Linked DNA regions of Danio rerio: region 2 is linked to region 1. The links are chromatin contacts, called in public Hi-C maps. All regions are on one chromosome and are shown on one strand. Each heading gives the region's core, a stretch centred on a gene start, on an enhancer-like site or on the middle of the called end of the contact. The rest is flanking DNA. Distances are from core to core; before and after follow the strand shown. Region 1 has its middle 100 kb from the start of acvr2aa. Region 2 holds the start of arhgap15 (Rho GTPase activating protein 15).

Region 1 (5,182 bases), core at 776-3,275:
ATCTCTTTTTGGATGACTTTAGGGAAAACAGCTAAGAACCATGCTATCTCAAGGAAATATACAATTATTAATGCTTTTTTCAATTTCTAATCACAAAGACTTTGCTAAATAAAGTTTACAAAAATGTTGTTGTTGTGATGCTATACAATAGTTATTATTGGTTCCACAAAATACTTTTTAGTGGACATTTTTATTAGTACTAAATATATTAAAAATAAATAAATGAATGAATGAATGAATGAATGAATGAATGAATGAATGAATGAATGAATGAATGAATGAATGAATAGCCCTTTTCCACTACAAAGAACCTATTTATGGAATGGACAGATTATTTTGATGCTAAAGGTTCTTTGTGGAAACATCAACACCCAGGCCTGTAGGTTCAAAAGACCCACCACTCTCTGACAAAGGTCCAGAATTTGTCCCATACATGAGGTCATTTGTCTTATTTTCATTCCTATGCCATCCTAAATAGTATAAATAACCCACCAAAAAAAGGCTTTAAGACCATTTCATTTTGGTGTGACTTCAGTAATCAGTTTTGGCCAATGCAAACAATTATTTTTAAAGAGTCCAACATCCAGCAGTGCAAGAAAACATACAATCTGGTGTAAGTGAAGTCATCTTTCGCTACTGTATTGTTTTTAAAAAGAGAAAACTTTTGACAAGTAACTTTTATTCAAAATTCAATTATTCTTGAAACAAATAATTACCCATGTTAAGATTAATCTGAATACTATTGTTGTTATCCATGAATTTTCAAATGTACTTCATTACAAGAGAGACTATAAATATCATGAAGCTTTACATTATTGTTGTTATTATGTTTTATTATTATTATTATTCAAATGGCCAAATTCTGACAAATATGCTGGCCTGTTCGTTATTTGCCCAATAAATAACAATAGACTACAGTTTATCAGACAAAACATGTTCCCATTTTTTCTAATGGTATGTGATAGATTAATTATGCAATGAGTATTTTAGGTATTTTTAGCAAAAATTGTGTAGCAAAAAGTGTGGTTATAATGGCCATCTGACAAACTAAAAATAGTGCTTAAAATGTCACCAAAATGCAGTTTTTAAATCTCAAAAAAATAATACCAGACTTATTATTTTTAAGAAAAGACTAAGAAAGAGTTAAAGAACGCTTAAAGAACTGCACTCAATTTATCTTTATTTCTATAGAACTTTTACAATGTAGATTGTGTCAAAGCAGCAATAGAAAGATTAAAAAAAGATTTTAAAAAGTCATAATATTCCAGATTGTGGAACATTTTAGCATATCAGGCCTTACTCTGAGTTAAAACGCTGGTGAAGTTTTTGTCAGATTAAAACAGATTTAGTTTAGTAAGTTAAAATTGAAATGGAATACGTTTTACTAAAGAGCAGCTCCACCGACCTCAACCAAGCAAACCAGAGGAAACCAAAACTCAGCCACTTGACGGAAGTGGAGAACAAACCTTAGAGGAAGCCAGGCTGTATAGAGGACCAGTTTTGTTCTGGTCAAACGCATACCATACAGAGGTTCTTTACCATAGGCATACCATACATTCAACAAGCTCTTTATATGACAATAGCACTATAATCAAGCCGATAAACCATTAAAAAAACCAAACTGGGCATTTTTGATGGCGACTGTGCTATATACCACCTCAACCACTTCAAAGAACCACTGAAGAACTTGTGTGGCTGTGTATGTGTGCACATTCGTAATGCAATGTGGTTGATTGATTAAAAATGTCTTTTTATTCTCTGCTGGAATTGCTAACTATAGACTCATTAAACATCCCATGAGTGATTGTTAAACAGATTTCCTGATGCTCTATTTATAGCGGCAGTACCACATAAAGCCGTTTTTCCCACAAGTCCTCTCGTGCTGTGAGGGTCTCTGAACACCCCCTACACAGAGATCTCTGCGGAGGAAAGCTCAGACGCTTGCAGCTCTAATCATCGAGTGACCATTCCCAGCAGCCAGAGGAGCAGGTCAAGCACAGGGCAAATGGGCATGGGAAAAATGCAACAATTATATCATTTCCTGCTCTGCATTCGCTATGAAAAACTGGAGAGCGTTTACTGCTGGGTGGAGCCATTGAGTTGAGCCAGTAAGGCTGCTGTGAGTGTGAGGCTTGTGGAGCTTATAGTGAAACTGTCATTTTGGGCTCTTCCTTCAAACTGAGAGGAAATTCTTCCCATCACTAATATTTATTTGACTGAATTTTAGAAAGAAAAATAGAGAGAATTATATGTTTTTTTTCCAGTTTATTAATATCATGTATTTAATTAATTAATCTATATTTAATTTATTTTCTGGTTTGTCAGTTAAGGCTTAAATCATTCTCAAGATTTTTTTCATCAGCACTTCTTTTACTAACACTCTTATTCTTTTATCTAATCTATTCTCTGTTCTCGGTTTACTGTATGCATCTTTATACATATTTATAAACAAATAACTTTGATCTCCTAACTCCAACAATCTCTTTTCTATTTAAATTTTTTACTTAGAGTGACCTTCCAACGCTTAAACTTTCTCTCTCACTGATATATATAGTCTATGTGTGTGGGCTAGAGAAAGACAGAGAGAGTTTTTGAGGTTCAGACAATGTTTAATGTATCAATAAATTACACACTCACTACATTCACCAATTATATAACAACACCAAAAATTATATGATCAATTAGTCATGGCAGCATATAATTTTAGCTCATTGTAACTTGAGGTAAAGACTAAACTACGCTTATCATGTTCTAATCTATTTTTATAAGCTACACAAGCTGTTTTTAGTCAGTTTAACATAATATAAGCTTAATAGACTCATACAGTTAATTTAATTTAACTTAAAAATTTAAGGCACCCGGAATTTTTATTATTTAGAGAAGGAATCAATTTCAATTAGTTCAACTAAACTAAAAGTTAATTTTAAAACTTATTTTTTTTTAATTAAATAAAAAAATGACATTTCAAAGGCATTTAAATTATAAAACTAAACAAAATTATTGATACATTAATAAAGTAATAAATAACTGGTTGTAATTGTTCATTTGTATTTGCATTTTTATATTAATTAAAATTACACAAAGTACAGTATTCATATATGCATTTTCTCTGCATTGTAGTTGTAAAATTACAGTAAATAAATAAATATATAAATAAATATTATTATGGTGGCTCAGTGGTTTGCACTATTGCCTCACAGCAAGGTCTCTAGTTTGATCACTGGCTGGGTCAGTTGACTATTCTGTGTGAAGTGAATAGGTGATTCAAATAAAACTAAATTGTTCGTAGTGTATGTTTGTGTGTGAGAATGAGTATGTATGGGTGTTCCCCAATACTGGGTTGCATCTGAAAGGGCATCCGTTGGGTAAAACATATGCTGGAATAGTTGCCAGTTCATTCCGCTGTGGTGACCTCCGAAATAGAGACTAAGCCAAAGGAAAATGAATGAATGAATATTCTTTCAGAAGATTAGCATAATTTAACTTTTGCACCTGTTCTATGTTGAACATTGAATGCCCTGAAGCTCCTAAAAGTAAATCTGTGAGTACGTCATAAGATTATATGACAGGAAATGTCATGAAAACAATACAGTTAATCACTTAAACATTATTTTTAGATCAAAACATTAGAATCGTTATTAGAAGCAGGCTTACATTTGGACAAATTATCAAGACATTTTTATGATGATTTGTTAGTTAGTTTGTTAGAGTTAGTTGAGCTCTAATGAATTGAGTGAATGTGTAGATCTGTGATTAAAACGATAAAACTATGATTAATTACAATACCATTATTATTTATTTATTTATTTATTTATTTATTTATTTATTTATTTATTTATTTATTTATTTATTTATTTATTTATTATAATTACCGTTTGTCAGGCTCCAGCACACCTGCCTGTGCTTTTCAGGACTTTGATGATTTGCTTCAGGTGTGTTTGATTAGAGCAGGGCCTGGACTCTGCAGGAAGGTAGAGTTAAACAATAAAAGCTCTTAATGGAAAAGGCCTGTGGAATGTTTGGATAATGAACTCTTGAAAAGAGGGTAATTGATGTCAGGTGTTCCAGTCAGTTCAGGTGTGGCTTCCCACCATACACTTAACTGCGTCAAATTAACCACCTGCTGCTGACTCGAAAGAAATATGGACACATGAAAAAAATATATATTTCAAAGGAGCTGAGAAGATGATAACGCTTTGAGCCTTCATCGGTCTGCTTGTTCCTCTCATTAGCAGAGTCCTCAAAAGATGATTGAACTGGTGTCTCATAATAAATGAAATAAGACCTAAATATGATCATTTGTACATTTGTACAGTGGTGTAAAGTAACAAATTACAAATACTCAAATGACTGTAACTGAGTAGTTTTTTTCTCAGAAATTGTAATTTACTAAGTAGTTTTATAAATGTGCTTTACTCTTCCTTGACTATATTTTTAGCGCAGTATCTGTACTTTAACTCTACTACTTTCCTTCAACCTGCAGTCACTACTTTATTTTTTCCTGCCTGTGAATTTGAAAAATCAGCCATAAGCTAAGCTTTAATATCAAAACTATGTGAACCTAATCAGTTCCAAGTTGGCAAAAAGTTTCCAGTCATAGTTAAGACATGATATACAACACTCATTGGACATTTTACTACATATAAGGGCTCACATTCTTCTTTCATCACAGAAGCTGATTGTTGAAACTATTTACTCAACAAAGATGCCACTGTAAAATGTTTACATGTCTGAAGTTCATTAGATTATATGGTTTTAATTACTTTAGGCAGATAAAAATCGTTTTACTGCAACTGTTTAAGCTACATAATAGATTCAGGTCCACTTTAAGTTTTAGCCAAAGAACAAAAAGTTTTTAGAGTTTATTTTTTTTTATCATATAAATAATACAAAATACAGTATATACATATATTCATGGATTAATTTCAGGTGTATTCCCCTAATCCCCCCTCCTTCCCAAAAAATAAACAACAACATAAAACCATTGTGAATAAAATTATATTTAGTTTGAAAGCAAAATATGTATGCTGTTGTTTGTAATATTAAATTGACATTGTCATAATTACCATTTTTTTTAAAATATAAATTTTAATAGTATTTTTTTAATCAGTTATGAGTTTAAAGTTTAAAGGACTTTATTTCAGTGACATTTACTCCAATTTGTTGATCATCAGATTATGTT
Region 2 (5,182 bases), core at 1,785-4,284, 440 kb after region 1:
TCGGGATCAAAGGCAAAGTTTAAAAGTGAGACAAATATGGAAATCATTACGCTTCCCCACCCAGTCGCTAACAGTTATGCTGTTTAATGCACATCTGTAGCTGTTCATTAGGTTCTGCTGTTTATTTTACATTTCATTTTTTTTTTTTTTTACACATTAGCCTATTCATTTATTTGTTTTACTATATGAAGGTAGAATTATAACACAAATATGTACTTTTTACATACATGGTGTAGTTTGTTGGTTGACTTACCAAATTTGACACAGCTTCTTGTTTGCTCTCTTTATAAAACAATAGTTGATTGGAGCTAAGAACAACCCAGGTTAAAGTCCAGTTTTTCCTGCAAAAATAAAAGAGGCTATGTTAACTGTTTAGATAGATAGATAGATAGATAGATAGATAGATAGATAGATAGATAGATAGATAGATAGATAGATAGATAGATAGATAGATAGATAGATAGATAGATAGATACGTACGTACGTACGTACGTACATACAACATACATACATACATACATACATACATACATACATACATACATACATACATACATACATACATATATATATATATATATATATATATATATATATATATATATATATATATATATATATATATATATATATATATATATATACATATATACATACTCGATTCAGCTTCTGTCAGGTCTTTCAACCATGTAGTATTGTGATGTCTTACATTTAAAGTATTTTATAAATACTCAAATAACAGTTAGTATTTTGGATATAAACCCACGTCTATTTGAGCAATTAAAATAGAGTAACTCACCTCAACTTGGTGCTTCAAATGGCTGCTTCAAGTACGTCGTTACACCAATAGGTGGCGATACGCAACCATTAAAATATATATACCCAACTGATTCATTCATTCAGATTCATCCAGTAATAAAACACGATTTTAAGAGCGAGTCATTGAATTGTTCATTCATACTGAGCTTTAAATATTGAAGTTAATACGGCTCTGGAGAAAATTAAGCGACCATTTTATTATTGGTTCTATAGATTTTTTATTGTGTTTTGATTCAATTCAATTCAAGTTTATTTATATAGCACTTTTAAAATGTAGATTGTGTCAAAGCTTCTAAACATAGAAGTTCTAGTCCAGATTTCAGAGTTGAAGTTCAGTTTACTTCAGTTCAGTGTGCTTTGAATTTTACTGCTGAAACACTTAAGAGCAAATCCATCGATGCGCAGCTCCAGTAATGTAGTAAAAAAACTTAGTTTGTATTTTATTTCATAAACTACATATAATGTCTTCAGAGTCACCACAAAATGGTGTCATTTAGAGCAATTATTTAGCAGAAAATGACAAAAGGCCAGTATAAGATATTCCATGTTTCAGAACTTATTGGGGGTAAAACATGTAGGCTACATATTTTACACACACTCATATATGTAATTATGTATAATTACATGTTTATTTATGTATAATTACATATGTATAGCATTTTATTATAAAAAAAAAAAACAATGTGATCACCAGTATATCCAGAAGCAGCTCTATTAGATATACAGATAGACAGACAGACAGTCAGATAGACGAACCGTAATTTCTTTCCTCCTTCAGCAATTTTGGCTTTGTTCAAATATTCCCCTTTTAAAACAGGCTGTAACAAAAACGAAAACACAATGACAAAAATAAATTAATAAATTAAAACAAACTGGTTAATTTGTGCATTTTATTTGATTAATAAGTTATTTTTTCTTCTTGATAATTTCAGTTTAGATTTGTGTTGTCCAAAACAATCTTAATATTGCTAATTTCCAAAAACACAACTGGATCATACCTGCAACCCAACAGAAACTTCACTGTTATGCTGAGACTGATTCCTCCGGTGACGGTTGATCTAAAATAGAGAATGTGGTGTTAAGTAAGTATATTTCCAAATATATCTAATAATACATTTAATTCAATCACAATCCTGCTCAAATTGTTTATTGCAAGGTTTATTTTCAGTTTGGCAAGACACTGCAGGTATATTAAAAAATGTATTTAAAATATGTATCACCATTATTACAGATTAGTGATTATGTTACGAATTGTTTTGTACATAAAATGTACATTAAGAACATTCAAAGGTTTTCTAAAATGCTGTGTTTAAATGTGCAGATGAGTTATTATTTCTGTAACTATGCACTAATTTGCACACATTTATATCACAAAAATCTCATTATTTGTTGAAGTCAGGTTTACAGTTTTAAATTTAGACACTGGAGTGAAGGGTTTTTACTGTTTTATCACTCCACAATTCATAAACAATTGAAAATATCTTATTTTTTTATAAATATTTTGTATGCAATCAGGCAAATTAGGTATCCATTATCCATATCTCTCTGTAAAAACCTTCACAAAGATATAAATAAAACTGTGATGCTTCATGTATGTAAAAGCTGCATTAAAATTTATGAATGCAAGAGGAAGGAGGAAAAAAAGAGTATTTTTAAGAAAATAGCTTAATATGTATTGTCATTAAAACAGACATAGGCTGATTAAATTAGACTAAAAAGCCCCAAAATCTCAATATTGAAAAGTACTGCATGAAAAAAACTGTATTTTGCCTCCCGTGTCTCCCCTTGATTTTCATAAATGTACAGCAAATGTACAACACCAAATTTTCATCACAGTAAAAAGTGAAACAGAAGCGGAGGATATTTAATGTTTGGATAGAAACGGTGGGAGGCTGAGAGCAATAAATGCAGTGCTGTTCTGCCCTCTGCTGTTCTCTGTCTGGGTGTTTCTTAAAACAGCCAATGCAACAGGAAGCTTCCGGTTAGGTGTTGAATGTGAAGATGTAGTCATGCACACTCATACATACTGATTTCCTGAATGAGCAGAGATTGTGAAGGAGTGTGATTGTGCTGATGCTCACGGGTTTCTGTAGTGTTTCGGCCTCTGGCAGGACCATAGATTTGGTCTGGCTGAGTCTTTCTCCAGTGCTGCTCTGAGAGTTCTTGATTCTCAGCTGAACAGCTCCAGGAAGCACCAGTGCTGGCGGCTTTTGCATCGCTATGACACTGAAAAAAAAAACATTTACGTTGGCTGAGCATGAGAACGGTGCACGAGTCAGACACATCAATAATAAAGGCATAGTTTTGAATGACAGGGATTCTGGTAACATTTTATAATGAGGTCTTATTTGACATTATGCAATGCATAAAAAACACTATAACAACGATCAATCCATTCTGAACATTTAATATTATTAACATTTGTAATTGTCAGTTCATTTAAAAATTCACTGCAAAAATAACAATGACATTTTATTTATGTTGTTGTCATTACAGTGTAGTTAATTATTTACCAATATCTGTAACATTAAATAATTACATGTTCTTTATGGTTATAATGCGGGATAGGTTTAGAATTATTTGTATGTAATTATGCATAATTAATTAGAGTTACTTTAGTTACTAAACAGAACATAAAAGGTACACCTTAAAATATAGTGTTACCAAAAATATATTAATAAATATTGACCGTAATATTAACTATGATAAATAATTTTTTTGATATTATTTGTTGTTAGTTTTTTGTGGCCCACACTGAATCTGCGCATGCAAAAATCTGCAGATTTTCAGCCCATCATTTATTTACTTGTGTAAATGTTTGTAAATGTATTATTAAATGTAATATTAAATGTAAATGTAATATTTAATCAGTTTTTTTAATTAGTTTTAGTAATATTATTGGCTAATGTGAAAATGTTCATTTGATTTATTTATAATACAGTTTGTAAAGTAATATTTCCTGTATTTTAGTAGATATGTGATGAGGGAGACTTGCTTTGTTTGCATAATAATTGGTTTTATATTGTAAACTTTAAATAAAAATTCAAAAACTAATTTGAATTTCTTATATTATGTTTTTATTTACAATACTCTGCAAAATTTTGCACAGGAATAGCAAAAGATGTCTGCATATTCTGTCTGACCCTAGCAATTATGTATTTATATAGTTAAAAAATTTTAAATGAAAATTGTTACTGAAATTTGATTTAATAAATGTATATACAATTGAAGTCAGAATTATTAGCCTCCCTGTTTATTCATTAATTCATTTTCTTGTCGGCTCAGTCCCTTTATTACTCTAAGGTCGCCACAGAGGAATGAACCGCCAACTTATCCAGCAAGTTTTTACGCAGCGGATGCCCTTCCAGCCGCAACCCATCTCTGGGAAACATCCACACACACTCATACACTATGGACAAATTAGCCTACCCAATTCACCTGTACCGCATGTTTTTGGACTGTGGGGGGAAACCAGAGCACCCGGAGGAAACCCACATGAACGCAGGGAGAACATGCAAACTCCACACAGAAACGCCAACTAGGCCGAGGATCGAACCAGCGACCCAGCGACCTTATTGCTGTGAGGCGACAGCACTACCTACTGCGCCACTGCTTCGCCCGCCTCCCTGTTTATCTTTCCCCAATTTCTTTTAACGGAGAGAAGATTCTTTCAGCAAATTTCTAAACATAATAGTTTTATCTATAGATATGAGATAAATAGTATCTTATTTCTAATAACTGATTTATTTTACTTTGCCATGATGACAGCAAATAATATTTGACTAGATATTTTTCAAGACAATTCTATTCAGCTAAAAGTGACATTTAAAGGCTTATTAGCTTAATTAGTTTAACTAGGCAGGTTAGGGTAATTAGGCAAGTTATTGTATAATGATGGTTTGTTCTGTAGACTATCAGGAAAAAATAGCTTAAAGGGGCTAATAATTTTAACCTTAACATGTTGTTTTTTTTATTTAAAACTGCTTTTATTCTAACCAAAAAACAAAAAAAAAACAAATCGGTCTTTCTCCAGAAGAAAAAAAATATTATCAGACATACTGTGTAAAATTCCTTGCTCTATTAAACATCATTTGGGAAATATTTAAAAAAAGACTAAAATTCAAAGGGGGTCTAATAATAATTTGGATTTCAACTGTATAAAATGCTTTTTTGTTCATATAAAAAATTTGTTTTATATGTAAAGTTGAAGAAAACAGACATATTGAACGACCAATTTAAAGAAAAGCATCAAATGTACAATATAAAATATATTTGGTTTTCTATTTGATGTTGTTTATTACATGTTGTTTTTTAAAGTAGTGGATAAAATATGAAAATAATATAGTTTCAGAGAACAGAAGAT

The links. A called contact is a pair of places that touch in the nucleus more often than the background predicts.
Region 2: a Hi-C map of embryo shows a contact between it and region 1, with 2.5 times the contacts expected there. The contact joins the promoter of arhgap15 here to the enhancer-like site in region 1. A contact is called at or near these places in 6 of 18 Hi-C or Micro-C datasets (caudal fin, embryo, fibroblasts and 1 more) and 1 of 4 datasets of contacts at active chromatin or transcription factors (caudal fin).

Annotation. Positions count from the first base shown.
Region 1 is chr9:27,170,571-27,175,752 of GRCz12tu, forward strand. No RefSeq gene overlaps it. Among named protein-coding and RNA genes, the nearest start is that of acvr2aa, 100 kb to the left of the region's middle. Within about 2 kb of position 2,026, at least 14 of the 62 cell types and tissues checked have an H3K27ac peak or open chromatin away from gene starts, as enhancers often do. A contact at or near this core is called in caudal fin, where this site is marked.
Region 2 is chr9:27,614,437-27,619,618 of GRCz12tu, forward strand. It overlaps arhgap15 (Rho GTPase activating protein 15), which reads right to left and starts at 3,035. Exons shown (of 13, transcript NM_001128555.1): 1 at 2,901-3,035; 2 at 1,818-1,877; 3 at 1,576-1,637; 4 at 254-341. The coding sequence starts at 3,035.